2 separate regions of the Pan troglodytes genome follow, and region 2 is linked to region 1. A link is a contact called in public Hi-C data. All regions are on one chromosome and are shown on one strand. Each heading gives the region's core, a stretch centred on a gene start, on an enhancer-like site or on the middle of the called end of the contact. The rest is flanking DNA. Distances are from core to core; before and after follow the strand shown. Region 1 holds the start of PDGFRA (platelet derived growth factor receptor alpha). Region 2 holds the start of GSX2 (GS homeobox 2).

Evidence for each region. Hi-C and Micro-C count contacts between places; a contact is called where the count stands out from the background.
Region 2: a Hi-C map of induced pluripotent stem cells shows a contact between it and region 1, with 4 times the contacts expected there. The contact joins the promoter of GSX2 here to the promoter of PDGFRA in region 1. A contact is called at or near these places in 3 of 7 Hi-C or Micro-C datasets (induced pluripotent stem cells and stem cell-derived neural progenitor cells).

Annotation. Positions count from the first base shown.
Region 1 is chr3:75,624,457-75,632,289 of NHGRI_mPanTro3-v2.0_pri, reverse strand. It overlaps PDGFRA (platelet derived growth factor receptor alpha), which reads left to right and starts at 4,728. Exons shown (of 23, transcript XM_024356152.3): 1 at 4,728-5,021.
Region 2 is chr3:75,754,362-75,762,194 of NHGRI_mPanTro3-v2.0_pri, reverse strand. It overlaps GSX2 (GS homeobox 2), which reads left to right and starts at 4,295. Exons shown (of 2, transcript XM_003310374.4): 1 at 4,295-5,050; 2 at 5,715-6,631. The coding sequence starts at 4,477. The coding sequence ends at 6,055.

The DNA of each region.
Region 1 (7,833 bases), core at 3,479-5,978:
CGCTCCGGACCTTTACAAGTTGCGGCCATTCCAAACTCCTTTCACTTCTGATTATCTCATGTTCTCTCTCACCTCCCCGCCCATGCAATGAGGTTCCTCCCCAACTAGATTCTTATTCCTCTTAGATTCTCAGAGAAGCCTTCCCTGAAAGAAGCCGTCTCCCATCTCCCGGATTGGGTTAGGCTCCTCCTGTGTGCTGACTTCATTGTCTCTCTCCAACATTGCTTAGAACGCTAAGTTGCAACTTTATGTCTAATTTATTGCTCCACTAGTCCATAAAATCTAGGAGGAAAGGGCTGTATCCTTAGCCCTTGACACATGGCCTTGTACATCTTAAGTTTTCATATGAACCGCTTTATTTACCTGGGATATTATCTTACTTAATCCCCAAGACAACCCTATACGTTGTGCATGATTATTCCAATGGTCATTACTGTTATTTTAAATAGAGATGGGGGCTCACTATGTTGCCCAGCCTGGTCTTAAACTCCTGGGCTCAGGTGATCCTCCCACCTTGGCCTCCTAAAGTGTTAGGATTACAGGCATCAGCCACCATGCCTAGTCGATTATGCCCCTTTTAATGGATGAGCAAAGAGTCGAGGTTCCACTGGTTTTCCACTGCAGTGTCTCTGCTGAAGGATTAAAAGAAAAAAAAAATCACAGGGCTGTGCTGGACTCCTGGGACTTCCAGAGGACAAGGCCCTCTCTTCAGTGAGGCTGACCTACACAGAGCCAGCCCTCCTTCCCCTCCCAGCCACAGCTGTGTGTTGGAAAGCTAGAGGCCTGGGCCCCTAATAAAGAGCAGACCTCCCAATCTCCTCGTTCCTTCCCCCTCCCCTCATATGGTTTTTCAAATTAAAAGCAACTAAAACAAAAGACCTAAGGAGCAGGAGAGGGCAGAGGCACAACAACATCCCTAAACCGAGGAAGGGGGCTCTCTAGCGAGGGAAGGGGTATCCAAAAGCCAGATCCAGAGGGTTCCAGTCCTACCAGTCTGTCCCAGGCTCTAAGGAGTGTATGGCCCACCGGGCTGGGCTGGACCAGGAAACAAGCTCTTGTCCTCAGGTCTGTAAACAGGCTGCGTTGTTAGGAACCCTCTGCTTCTACTTCCTGAAGAGCAAGCCCCCCAAACCCAGAAGAGAGGCTGCACCTTGAGATCCAGCCAGCAAGGTGGGTGCGGAGTCCTGGGGAGGGAACTTTCACCTCAAGGTGCACAGACCCATCTCGATCTTTTTGGAGAATTCCTCCTTTTCCAGGACTAGTGCCGTTCTGAATTCTGAGCGTGCAAAGAGACTCCTTAGAGCTAGCTTCCGAGCCTCAGCTGGGGCAGACCAGAGGCCAGGGCGTCTCTCTCTCTGCGGGGACCCCCCACATCTGTGCGTCACCTCCACCACCTCCGGGCAAAGGACCCTTCCTCGCTGGACCCAGGGAGGCGGCTATTCCAGATGCAGCCAAGGGTTAAAGGGGGTGGGAGAAGGAGCAGTTAGCACCGTTTTCTTTTGCAAACCACCAAACGGGCCCTTCATTTTCAAATTGTGAAGGCAGAAACATCCCCCGTTCCCTTGCCCCGCCCATCACCATTTGAAAAAAATAATTCACAAGTTTAAACGTGATTTTCACAACTAACGGCTTTGATAACTGTTAAATTCGTACGGCTTCTAGAGCAAACGGACCTGAATTCTTCAAGGAAAGTAGAATTGGCGGTGGAGCTGGGGGGCAGAGGAGGAGAAGACACAAAAAGCCAACTCAGTGGGAAGCGCCCTCAAAGCCAAAGGTGTGGCGCTCGGAGCTGCGGCCGCCCTCGCCCGGGAGTCGGGGCCAGGAGAACGGGCCCTGGAGGCAGGGCAGGGCACGGCGAGATTTTGCTTTTGTTTTTAGTGACCATTTTGATCTGGTTGTAAAAAGTTTACGAGGCCCTCTTTTTGAAAGTCAGCTCATCGACTGCACCTTTTTATACCCTTGCCCTCAATTTCATGTCGCCTGCTGGCCTAGACGCGCAAGGCGGAGGACAGAACTGTCACAGTCCCTACCCTTTTCTCCCAACTTCCCAGCCCGGCTCAGTTCGGGAGTTGGGCCTCCTTCCTCTCGGCTCGCAGCCTCCCCGACTCCCGCTTTGGGGAGAAAACCCACATTCTTAACCCCTTGATAATCCCTCAAGGAAAAAACAAAACAAAAAACCCCAAGAGGTTGAAAATTAGAATCCGGGCGCGGGTTGAGATCTGCGCAGAGCTGCCCAGGCCAGTGCATGTCGCTCCTCTCCTCCGGGTACATATGGTGGCCTGGTCCCCTCCCCCCACCCCCCACACGGTGCCCAGTGAGAAGCACAAGAAGGGGAGAAAAGACCCGCAGCTCGCCTCAGGAGGGCAAGGTTTCTCGCCCCCTGCGGCTCCGGGACCACCCAGGACCCGGGGCGTCGTGGGACCGATCTCGAAGGATCTTAGAACGACACTGGGAGAGCGCGGCAAGAACTAGCCCCACCTTCCCCCGACGCCCCGGGCTGACTGCCGGGCGCAGACCCGACTTCTCCCGAACCAGCCTCGGACCAGCCTTAGAAGGCGGAAAACAGGATTCAAACCCGCCTATGAGCAGTGGTAGGGGCGGGGGCTGTGGGGGCAGGACTCGGTTTAAGGAACCAACCGCCTCGGTTCGAGGGCCTCCTGTCCGGAGGTTGCTCCTGACCACTGGGTTTATTTTGCTTTTGCAGAGGAGGCAGATGTTGACCTCTCTTCTTTGCACAGTCTCTCCGCAAAATCTTCCCCCAACCATTTGCTTTCTTGCGCCACCCCCCACCGGGGCACTATCCCTGGAGTCAGCTCCTCAGGCCTTTAAACCTTCCAGAATGTCACACATGGAAACCTTTAGCAAATGTTTGTTAATGATCATAACAAAGGCATCATTCAAATTAGGCAGGTAATTACTACCAGAAGGACAACTGGGTGCTCGCTTGCTCATCCATTGCTTTCTGCTTTAAACTCCCGAGGAGTCGCTGCCTGGAGACACTCCCGCCCGGACTGCTTTTCGGGCCCCATTAAACGGCTCTGAAATGAACTGTGAAGTTACCATTTGTGGGCGGAGAGCGCTGGGGCCCTGCGGACGGAAGACCCTGGCTTGACCGGACTAACAGTGTCGCCGAAGCAAAGCAGCCCCTCTGGGTAGACTGTCTGTCTCGCCTCCTACCTTCTGGGGCAACTAGCCTAAAAACCCGGTTCTCAACTTAACAGCATGTGGCCCAGCACCCGCTTTTGCCTTTTATTCCGCACTCTGATTTTTGGGGGGATCGTTTGTTCCCGCTCATTTTCTACAAACATTACGGTATCCTGTTAGCATTCCGAACAAGGGGCTGTTCATATATTTGCCTTCAATGATTTCCTGAAGGAACATGTGGAAGTAATAGCGAGCGGTGCAGTCACCCAAGCTGAAGATGCACGAGAGCGGGTCGCGTAGAAGAGCTGGGGCAATGGGACCCCCAGCGCAGCCCCAGGCGCCCTGTTTTCGAGGCTGACACCCCAAGATCCTGTCCTGGTTAGGGACAGCACCGCGCCCGTTGGAGTACTTCTCTGTGACTCTCCCCTGTCCACTGCACTGTGTCCACCCTCCTGGTGAAGGAGGAGACGGCTGTTGGACATGCCAGTCCCAACCTGGCCACTTTGGCCATTTTCAGAGTACCTGTGTTGGGGTGGGGTTGAGGGAGAAGGATGAAAGACGACCCCCAACCCCAACAGGAGAATTCAAAAATCAGAGAGCGATGAAGGTGAACGCGCTCCCCTCCCCCGCTGTCGCTGGGAAGCCCCACTCTGCCCAGGTCTGGTTCCTGGAGCATCAGCGCCCCCTTTCCCTCGCCGGCAGGATCGTTTCCTCCCGACACTGGCCTCTCGCCTTGGGCGCAGGGTTTGGGGCTCAGCTGTCAATTCCAAGGCATTCGTAGGGTTCGACCCACGCGGCGGGAGGGAACGGAGGGAGAATCAAAAGGCATCCTCCCCCACGACGCGGAGGCGGTGGTACGATTCCTCAAACGCCCAAGCTTGAGCTTTTTTTGTATGCGAGATAGAAGCCAGGGCAACCTCGCCCAGATAACCCCGAAAACAAAGGCACGACCAGATAAGTGACTTCAAGGGAGTAAAGGTCGTTCTGTCGGAGAACGTTCCAAACCTACACAGACCCTCTTTTCTTTGTACCGTATTTCAGACCACCCAGTCTTGCACACACACACACGCACACACACACACACACCACACAAAACAAAAACCCATCATTGTCATATTGGACTCAACAGTTTGCCTAATCCTATTAAATAACTAGCAACTATATAGCCCTTCCCCTAAAAGACCCCTAGTTCAAAACGGCGCAACCGCTTGGAGATTTCTCCCGAGGGCCCTATTTCTCGTTGGGCCGAGTTTGTAGAAGGGACATTTCTTGATTCTAGATTTATATTCTCTCTGGGTATTAAATGCAATTTTGTATGTTCCTTTTCTTCTTTTCAAAGAGAATACAAAACTATAGCAGTCTAAGAAAATAACCCCAAAATGGGGAGGCAAACTCATTCTGGAAATGATGGGCTGTTTGTAGTTTCACAAAACCTCTTTCCCGGCAGAGCACCAACACCTCCCCCTTCCACCACCCCCCATCCCATCTGGTCTGCTTCTCCCCGCCCCCCAGTTGTTGTCGAAGTCTGGGGGTTGGGACTGGACCCCCTGATTGCGTAAGAGCAAAAAGCGAAGGCGCAATCTGGACACTGGGAGATTCGGAGCGCAGGGAGTTTGAGAGAAACTTTTATTTTGAAGAGACCAAGGTTGAGGGGGGGGCTTATTTCCTGACAGCTATTTACTTAGAGCAAATGATTAGTTTTAGAAGGATGGACTATAACATTGAATCAATTACAAAACGCGGTTTTTGAGCCCATTACTGTTGGAGCTACAGGGAGAGAAACAGAGGAGGAGACTGCAAGAGATCATTGGAGGCCGTGGGCACGCTCTTTACTCCATGTGTGGGACATTCATTGCGGAATAACATCGGAGGAGAAGGTAAGGGAAAAGAAAAAATGATTTTTTGTTTATAAGGGAAATCCCTGATCAGACTCTGGGACTGGAGAAAGCGAAGTAACTTCAAACTTTGGGCGACAAGAAAAAAAAAAGGAGCTGGATTCCAGTTGTGTGTCCAGAGAGTAATTTTTTTTTTTTTCGGAATAAACTTCACTTGGGGACGGGTGGGAGATAACCATAGAGTTATAAAGTCTAGGTATTTTTTTTAAACACACATTTTCCAGACCTATTTTTAAAAACAATGTTTTTCTAACAACCCTATGGCCTCCCAAAGAAATTGTTTAGGCTTACATTTTTGAGGTTTCTTTTGGGAGTGGGGGTGGTGTTCGTGAATACTGGGCCGAACACCAAGGAACTGGGGGTGGAGGCAGAGGTGTTTGCCCTCTTCTTGGCAGTGGGTCCTGGAAGGCGACAGGTTTTAAATGAGTGTTTTCATTCCTCGCCTGCGGTTTGGCGGGACAGCGCTGCAGCCCATGGTGTGGAGCGCGGCTGGGGGACCAGGGGAGGTGGGGAGAGGGGAGCGTGGAGGGGGGCGCAGGAGGCGGGCAGGGCTCGGCTGGAGACCGGACCTCGGTGTTGGCCTACAGCACAGGGAGCCGGCCGAATGCGCGTGATTACTGGACGGCGCTGCTCTGGGTGAGAGTCGGGGCCAGATTTGGCGCGGCGGTGAGGCGGCTGCGGGACAAGCAGAGGCGCGCGGGCGTGGGCAAGGGTTTGGGGCGCTCTGGAGCGGTTTGTTGGGTCAGTGAGGTGCCAGGGAGAGCGGGTGCCTGCCGGGCAGTGTGCTCGGGTTGCACGCCCTAGCGCGGGGGCGACAGCGGCGGCGCGGGCGGGCGGTCTGGAATAATGACAAACACATTTGGCCCTGAGTGAAGAAGTCGTCGTCGCCTCGCATTCCAGCAACTGGGATTTGAGGAATTTCGAACCGCACACCAAGGGGCCCTCATTGTGCGCCGTGGCCCCCGCCCCCGCCCGTCTTCCCGCGCCTCCTCCTCGGTAGAATCATTTCTGCATTGCCCGGGGGCTCTACTTTCGCTCAGTTCTGGCCGCAGGCAGGAAGAGAGGAAAGGTCTCCAGGAAGGTGCCGAACTTCTTGTGAGGAAGTTAGGGACGACTTGGAACTGGGGAAACTTGTTTGCAGGTAAGACAGAAAGGTGGGAGGTAAGCCATATTCTCCCTCCGGGCACCCGAGCCCTGGACACCCCCTACCCGGCGCCCTTCTCCGCGCGGGGGTGCGTGGCACTTGCCGTCTGAGCTCGCCCAGCGCTGCTCGGTCCTCTCTAGTTGCCCTTTTTTCCATTCCTCTCCCTGCCCGCTTCAGAGCCTTCTGTGCGTACTTCTCCTTCCTCTGCTGTCTACCCCCATGGAAACCAGATTTACACACGAAATTAACTCCGCCCGGCTGCGCCCAGGGAGCGGGCGGCGTCCATTTGGCATTGAATATGTGGGATCAGCTGTTCTATTCCGGGAGGGTGTCGGCCAGGTCGGAGCGACGAGTGTGGCCCAACCCGAGTACGGTTGCCAGAGGGAGCCAGGAGCCGGGGCCGGGCCAGGTGTGCGAGAGCTGCCGATGGCCTGGCCTCGCGTCTTGGTCGGGAAGGACTTGCTGGCCCGGCAGGCTGTGCGTTGTGCATCCCTCCCGCAGCCAGAGCGCCGGTCCGGCACTTCGCTCCCCGAATTGTGCTAAGACCTCAGGATGTGCGCAAGGAGTGCCTGGAAGAACTTGCCACTCACTCCATCTCCCTGGGTGGGAGGCAAGCATGGATGGGGCCCCTATCAGGTCCCTACCGCCCCGCGTCCGAAAAGCCCCGGGCTGGGCGGTGTGGGAAATGGCTTTTTGGCTCCGAGGCCAAATTGCTCAATGTTTTGGACCGACTCGCCTCGCCGCGGTCGCTCCTGACAAGAACTAGACAGATTTTTGGAGCAGGGAGCATCCAGGGCAAACGCACGACAGTCCTCCGCAGTGCATCTCACCGGACAAACATCCCCGGAGCCACAGGAGGGGAGGAAGGGGCTCTCCGGGCGTGCGCACCTCCCCAGCCGCCGCGCTGTCCCATCCCCGACCCCTAATCTGGTCAACCTGGACCCCGGCACTGCTGAATTGCATCCCCCTCCCTCTTCTCCCTTTCTCCTCGGCCTCCTCCTTTCCAAAACCCTCACGATGAGGAGGCCCTGCCTCGACTCCCCGACAGGCGCAAGGCCGACCAGCCTCGCTTTGATGCCCTGGTCAGGCCCTGCTTCGGAGCTTGCAGTTTTGGGTTGACCCAAGTGCAGCTGGACCTCGTTCACAAGAGTGAGGGGACGCCAAGAATGAACCCGTCGTTAGCCCCCGGTGCCCTGGCTCTTGTTTAAATCCTTAGATCGAGAAGGACTTGAAGGAGATCCCAGGCTCCCAGCTCTCCGCCCCTGGGCCAGTTTCCTCTCGGGACGCGGACTGAGGAGGGATGCAGGGGGAGGGGCATTGGGCCGGGCTTTCCAGCTGCAAACACGTCTGGCGCCGAGGCGGGCCCATTTTGTGCCTCCTGGGGACGGACCGTGGGCGGCGCGCAGCGGCGGGACGCGTTTTGGGGACGTGGTGGCCAGCGCCTTCCTGCAGACCCCACAGGGAAGGACTCCCTTTGACCTCCGGGGAGCTGCGACCAGGTTATACGTTGCTGGTGGAAAAGTGACAATTCTAGGAAAAGAGCTAAAAGCCGGATCGGTGACCGAAAGGTGTGGGTCTCAGGATTCCCCGGGTCTAACTCGCCGGGTCCAACCGCAGCATCAGCCTTGGGGCGGCAGATAATCTTTCGGT
Region 2 (7,833 bases), core at 3,046-5,545, 130 kb before region 1:
AGAAGAAGAAAGGGGGGGTGGGCATTTTCTCTGGCATTTCTTATTTTTATTTTTTCCATTTTGCTTTGTTGGCAGCTTTACCCAAACAAAAAATAAAATAAAATGAGAGCATTTTCTTCTTGTCTTCACCTAGGTAGCTGCTTTCCTCCAGCCCCTGAAAATGTGACTCCTTCATAAAATCAAAATTTATGATTATTCAAATGTTGGGGACTGTGAAAAGAGAGGAAGAAAGAGAGAAAATTAATATTGCAGCTGTTCTTCTGATTAATGAGAGATAATTGCTCATGAAAAGTCACCCCTGTGGCATTTTGTTGTCTCCTGGATCTTTGTTCTTTTCCACTATTATTGAGGACTTTCTTGAAGACTAAGCGGTTCTTTTCAATTTTTGGGTATTCAGAAAGGGTTGCCTGGTTACAGAGAATGGGGAAATCTCGGGCTATATCGGGTAAGATGTGCCACAGACAGCAATATCACAATGCCACTCGGAGAAAAGGATGGATACAAGTTAACGATGCACTTTCAATAAAACATTCATAGACTTGTTCACGCTTTGATAATGACCTCATTAAAGGGAGCTGGGGGCAAGTAAGTCCTGTCTCCTGTTTGTGTTCGGCTAACAAAACCCAGCTTTGAGATCATTCATCGCTTTGGAAACTAATATGAAATCAATGTAAGAGGAGCAAATAAATCCGAGGCGGCCCCGCCAACTCCCCGGCTGTCCCGCCCTGCCTGCAGCCTCCATTTGGAGCTGGAGAACCATGTGGGCAAATGCTGAAACTAAGAGAAAAAAGGACTGGGGATGAAAGTGGTGGTGGGGAGGGGGTGGGGAGGTTTGGAGGACACAGAGGGAGGGGCAAAGTGGGAGTTACAGCCTGAAAAAAACAGCTAAGCACAGGAACGGGTCAGAACTCTGGGGCCTGTTGAATAAGCAATGCTAAGTCCCTGCCCTTTACTTGTCCTGACTTTGCCCTTGAAAGCAAACAGGAAGAAAGAGAAGTGAGACAGGAATGTGGGGTTCAGGTCAGGTGCCATTCCAGAGCTGGGAAGAAGTACTGGAGACCTTTTGGAAGCTAGAACTAAGAATCCAAATCTCAGGTTGGGCTGAAAGGAAACTGCTCACCCAGGCTCAACTTGGAGAATCGAGAGACAAGAAGGCCATGCCTCTGCTGTTCTTTCTAGAATAGCTTTGATTTTTTTTTGTAAGTTGAGGGTAAGGGTGGAGTGCCTTGGCCAGGAGGAGGTACAAAGAACAATTTTGTTACCATCACATATGTGACACTGTCTTGCACTCAAGGAAGACAAAACCATACTCTATTGTCCCGAGGAAGGGGGAGATAATAAAAAGATTTCCCCTTTCCTTTAAAAGAACTAATTTTCTCCTTGAATTATGAAAGTAATGGCTTAGGTAACAGCCTGTACTCTGTACCCGACTGCTTAATACCGAATAAATCCTTCCACGTGGCTCCCGGAGTCGTGGCAATTAGAACTCATTATAGGCTCATAAGAGCTCTCATTTTGGGGATTACTTAATGGATGATGAAATTTTATCGGACAGAATCACTGAGAAATAAAATTGTGTGGTGGCTCAGACACCATGGGCACACGCCAATGGTCTGCCTGTTCCCTCTCAGGAAAAGAAAGCTGAACTTGGGGTCTCCTGCTGGTTCAGGGCACTGCACTCTGGGGAACGGTAGGGCTGGGCGGGGCCGGGGTGGTGGGGGGCAGTGCTGCCCCGGGGGCATGGAGGGTAGGCTTCCTTTGAGGAGGGGATAGGCAGGTAGGGCCAGATAGGGGCTGGACTCAGAAGAGAAGGAGGGAGAGAGACTGGCAGACACTGAGAGATCCAAAGAGAACTAGAGAAGTGAGGCAGAGTGGACAGAAACTGTGCAAGAAATGGGATTCCAGTATACTTGCTCTTGGTGGGCTGAAGGAATTAACCAAGTACCCTAAGGGTCAAGTTTTTCAGACATGGTCTTGCTTTCAGCCTCAGCCTGGTCTGAAACCACTGCTCCCCTTGAAGGCTTTAGGAAACCCCATGAGCCCCTCACATTTCTCAAAATTCCTTGGCACTGAAAAATGAAAGTTTCCATAGTCAGACACAAATTGAATAAGATGCACAAGCCTCTTGCATAGTTCAGATTCTCTAAAGTAAAATGGTCTGCACATGGGTGCGATTTCTAGGACTTTAGCATAGGACCTCTTCCTCTGAACACATCCCAAACCGCTGGGAACATTGTGACTCAAACCATCAGCCCAAAACAGACTGTGGATAACCTGGGACCTAACCCAGAGGAGGAAAAGAGAGAAAGCTATTATTCTTAAAGAGTATCTATATCTATATCTATATATGCTTGTATAGTTGCAAAGTGAATGGGGGGAATCGAGTCATCTATTTGGACAGTTTAGGACTGTAAAAAATATCCTGCCATTCAGCAGGGTATGTTTTTTATTGCCATTCTCCGTCAGTGGCTCCAAGCCTTCTTCTTGGGGCTGAAATGATTTCAGGGATTGCCTAGATCCTCCAGTCATGAACAAGGGCGGGCTGGGGTGAGCCTGAGCGTCTGCAGACCTTGTGGTACAAAAGTAGTTACAGCTGAGCTGCCCCATGTTAAGCCCTGAGACTCCTTAATTGTTGTCACAAGATGTTGGATTAGCACATTTCTGGAATAGCTGTCTGTTTACACTCCAGAGACCCACCGTCCACTAACCACTTTCTAATTGAATTCTAATCACATTCAAATAGCTCAATAACCAGCCTCAGCTGCAATTCATAAAACTTTAATTGCCATCCATAAATCCTGGGCTCCCCAGAGCGGGGCATCCCTACAACCCAATTACACTTCTCTAGCAGGCAAGAGAGACTGTCACAGAGATGGAGAGGGGAAGACAGAGGATGGAAAGATAGAGCCGTGCCTCTAGCTAGTGCTCTCCTGGATTTGGGCACCTTGTTCTCTCGGGTGGAGGGAGTCCTGTCTCTAAGTTTCTTAGCACCATCATGAACTCTGGATTGAAGTTAGCTGTTCTGGAAAAAGGATCAGACTTCTAACTATTGCCCAACCTCATGGCCCCAGCCCGCTTTTCTGCAGGGGGAAACGAAGAGAGAAAATGGCCACCTCTGCTGCCTTGCCTTCTCCGAAGATAAATAGTCCCAATAGTTTGGCAGCCACCCTCTCTCGGGCAGTAAGGGGTGTGCAAGACTTCCATGGACCAGAGAGATTTCCCTTACAAAGCCACTTCTGCCAATCAGAGGCAAGATTCCCTGGATGGCTGAATCCTCTTCATCCTTTTTAGGTTCTTAAGATGCAGAGGAAAGAGTGCTTCCTGGTTAGCCTTGCTAAGCTGCCCAAGATTGGTAAAAATGAGGGACAGGAAATCCTCAGACCCAGAGCGAAGGTCTATCTAATCCCTGCTGCGTCTTTAGGAGGGCTTGCTGTTTGAGGTCCTCCCTCCAAAATCTTCAGGATGGAGTTTGTAGGATTGCCCTGGAATGCCATGGTGTTACTACTTGGAGAAAGAAAAGGGTGACTCTTCAACATCTCTCTCTCTCTGCGGAAGTGGGAGGTGCCGATCAGAAAGGGAAACAAGGAAGGGTCGTTGGTCTGAGTGGCCCCAGGAGGGCCCCAAGTACAAAGACACTTCAGACCTTGTCGAACATCAGCGTGAAAAGCTTGACGGTTTCTTAGCTGGGAGGCCTCACAGTTCTGCGCCGGACAGTCCCGAACTAACCACCTGAATGACCTCTGCCAAGTCCAAAAGCTGTGGACAGGGGTAGGTGTAACCGTGGCCAGAGCTGCGCTCAGGGACTGGACGACTGCCAGTCCGTCGCCCGCACAATCCTGCTCCAAACCGCAGGCCTCACACTTCACCGCGCCGCAGCCACCCCTACCACAGAGGAGCTGGAAACACTGAGCATTCCTATTAAATAAGCCTCCAAGTCCCCACCTGGTACGCTTTGCGGTGGGGCGTGGGGAAGAGTTGGGCTGCGGCCAGGGTAGCGAGAGGGGGTGGGATGGAGGATGCAGCGCTGTGATTTCTCAGTAAAGCGTGGAGAAAGAGGGGGAGGAGGCCGGCCTCCCCGGGAAATTAACAAAACCTACACTTTGCAAAGTCTCCCCCATCCCCCTCCCCCGAGTTCTTCCCCGCCGCGCGCCCGCCCCTCCTCGCGGCTTCTGTTGTGACTCGGGCAGCCTATCCCGAGGGTGGGGAGCTGCCGAGGAGCCTGAGCCGAGCTGTACTCCGCAGCATCACGTGCCAGGGTGGGGGGCTATAAAATACCCGAGCCGGGGCGCCGGGCGGGGGACGTGAGGACCAGCCCTCTCCGGGGACCCCTTTGTTCCCAGCCCAGACGCCAACACCTCTGCGTCCCCAAGGGCTTGACTGCCCGTGTCTGCGCGGCTCCCAGGGCAGAGCTTAGAACACTAGAGGAGAGCGGTCGCCGCGACCTGCCGGGGCTTCCAGCCACCCACCCCTCTCGACATGTCGCGCTCCTTCTATGTCGACTCGCTCATCATCAAGGACACCTCACGGCCTGCGCCCTCGCTGCCTGAACCGCACCCCGGGCCGGATTTCTTCATCCCGCTTGGCATGCCGTCCCCATTGGTGATGTCCGTGTCCGGCCCCGGCTGCCCGTCCCGCAAGAGCGGCGCGTTCTGCGTGTGCCCTCTCTGCGTCACTTCGCACCTGCACTCCTCTCGGGGGTCTGTGGGCGCCGGCAGCGGGGGCGCAGGGGCCGGGGTTACCGGGGCCGGAGGCAGTGGGGTGGCAGGGGCCGCAGGGGCACTGCCTCTGCTTAAGAGCCAGTTCTCTTCGGCTCCTGGGGACGCGCAGTTTTGCCCGCGGGTGAACCATGCGCATCATCACCACCACCCGCCGCAGCACCACCATCACCACCATCAGCCCCAGCAGCCTGGCTCGGCCGCGGCGGCGGCAGCAGCAGCAGCGGCGGCGGCGGCCGCGGCGGCCTTGGGGCACCCGCAACACCACGCACCTGTCTGCACCGCCACCACCTACAACGTGGCGGACCCGCGGAGATTCCACTGCCTCACCATGGGTAGGGCGGGGTCTTGGGGCACCTGCGCTCCGCGCCTTTCGCGCTCCTGGAGCAAACTTTCCACCTCCAGTGGAGGAAGTGGGAGCCCGGGGACAGGGTGAAGAGGGAGGACGGGCTTTTAGTGTAACTGTAGAGTCAGCCACAGAAGTTCCACGAAAGTGGAAGTTAGTTTGCCAGCTTCTCCACTCAGCCTGGTGCGTTTTACTCCTAGTAGTTGGTGCTCGAGTATTGCCTTATTAATACTGGGGCCTTAGGGACCTCGAACGTCACGGCGGAGAAACCAGAGGTTAACTGCTTGGGGTTTGGGGAGGGTGTGTTTGAACCTGTGTGGCATCCCCGCGTCGGGGCTGGCTAAAGCGTTTTGACGTTTTTGGCTAAGCCTGCGCGCTTCTCCGCTTGGCTCAAAGGGAGACGATCAGATAGTGCAAGCCCCCATCCCTCTTTAATCCTGTGACTTCGCATCCTGCGCATCGAAGACCTTTATTTGCTTTGCACGTCTCTTTTCTTCCCCGCTAAGCAACCACGTGCCTTGAAATGGGAAAGGGATACAGATGGTCGGCTGGGCTTCCCTGGGTGGGTCCCTGAAATGCGTCCTGGTTAGCACGTGGGGTGGGAGCACCTTGCCCGAGCCTTACCTCTCTACCCTCTCTTTGCCGGTCCGCAGGAGGCTCTGACGCCAGCCAGGTACCCAATGGCAAGAGGATGAGGACGGCGTTCACTAGCACGCAACTCCTGGAGCTGGAGAGAGAATTCTCTTCCAACATGTACCTGTCTCGACTCCGGAGGATTGAAATCGCCACTTACCTGAACCTGTCGGAGAAGCAGGTGAAAATCTGGTTTCAGAACCGCCGAGTGAAGCACAAGAAGGAGGGGAAGGGCACGCAGAGGAACAGTCACGCGGGCTGCAAGTGCGTCGGGAGCCAGGTGCACTATGCGCGCTCCGAGGATGAGGACTCCCTGTCGCCGGCCTCGGCCAACGATGACAAGGAGATTTCCCCCTTATGAGGGATGGCCTCCTCCCTCACATCCCCCGCTCCTGGCAGACCAGGCAACGCCAAGGCGTGGGGCACCCAGGGGCCAAAATCCTTGCTCATTGCAGTGGTCCCATCTGGAGAAGAAACGAACCTGGAAGTTCTGGAATGGACAAGCCGGGACCTGACCCTTCGCGTCTCCTTCTTGACCTGTTTATCTAGGGCTCCAACTTGAAGTTATAGATTTTTTTTTAAAATGTAAATAACCTATAATTCAACTCATTCTCGTCGTATAACAGAGGAAAAACAGGGTTGGTTTAAGTTTAACACTGTATGGGGTTTTTGAAAGCACATGTCATTTCCCCATCCCTACTCTCTTTCAGAACTCGATAAGAACACAGGGTTTATTGATTATTTTCTGTTGTCGTTTTCAAACAAAAACACCCAAGTTGAAAATAATTTAGAAAATTAGACCCTGTAGGTCTTGCTTTCTGAAATTTCGCCTGGGGAGAATTTAAAATCTAAGTCGCTGGAAGTCCCTTTGTATGTGAATAGGTTTATATAAAGTTTATATTTATATTTATTTAAATAAATGAAACAAAAACCAGAATTTTAAATCTGTGGTGTTTGCTCTCCCTATCTTCTCCTGCCCCCTCCTCCAATGTCTAGAGAAAGGCATATGCAGGAAAAAGCTGTCTGAGGAATTCGAGGAAAATGTTGAGTAAGAACTTGGTAATGTGGGTCTCTTGACTGAGGGAGTTTGTGGCTCAATAGGTTTTCTATGTAACAGAACTTTCGCCAAGGAGACACCTTTAGTCATGATGGCATCTACCAGGCAGGGCCTCTCCATCCTTAAAATAGGCAACCTCCTCACAGTTGATAGGACAAATCACTCCATTTGGAATGACACTGACCATTAACGACAGGTAAACCTTTATTTAGCAAGGAAGGATAAAAATCCCCCATCTAGTTTTTGTTTTCTTCTTTCTACTTCATTATTTCTCTCAGTACGAAAACTTGAAATATGTGAAGGAATTTGTAGAGTCAGAATAGTTTTAGGAAGAGCAACAATCCATCAAACAGGTCAGAAGCAAACAGTGGAAACTTAAAAACGATGCTACAAGCAGGATTAGCGGGTTTCCCTCAATGTTAAGAAAACAAAAAGTCAGGGACAGGAAGTATTCTGTTCAAAGATTTATAATCTCACTTTTTCAAAGCAGCCCAGAGATGCCTTTAGACCTTTGAATTTTGGGGTTTTTTTCCCGGTCACCCTAATATTCAGTTAATTTGGCTCCCTTCTAGTCCCTTCCAGCCCACCCCCCTTCCCATAGCCTAGCAGAATCACTTCCTTTAAGCCTGGTCCCAGAGAAGACTTATTTCTAGCTCTTCCCTCAGCAGGGCAACTGGCTCTCTCCTCAGTGCAGCCTGGGCTTGTTATCTTAGGGAGAGAAGTGAAGAAACTGGAAACAGGAAAACGAAGAGATCTCATTCCCTGCAAGCTGAGCCCCACTAATCCTCAACCGGTGTGATTTCTGATTAGGTTCCATAAAGACGCCACCCAATAGGTTCAAGCCACAGGAGTTAATGACAACACACATACACAAGGGCTTTAGGTCTGAGTTACTTGAGGCCCGTCGGACTGAACCTCACCAGGTACGGCTGGGGTTCTAAAACTGGACACGGTTTTCCCTGAGTGTTGTCTTTAGCGCGCGCGCGCGCGCGCGCAAACACACACACACACACACACACACACACACACACACACACACAGAGTAGGCTCAGAAGGAAAATCCCTCTTCGTTCCGTCAAGGG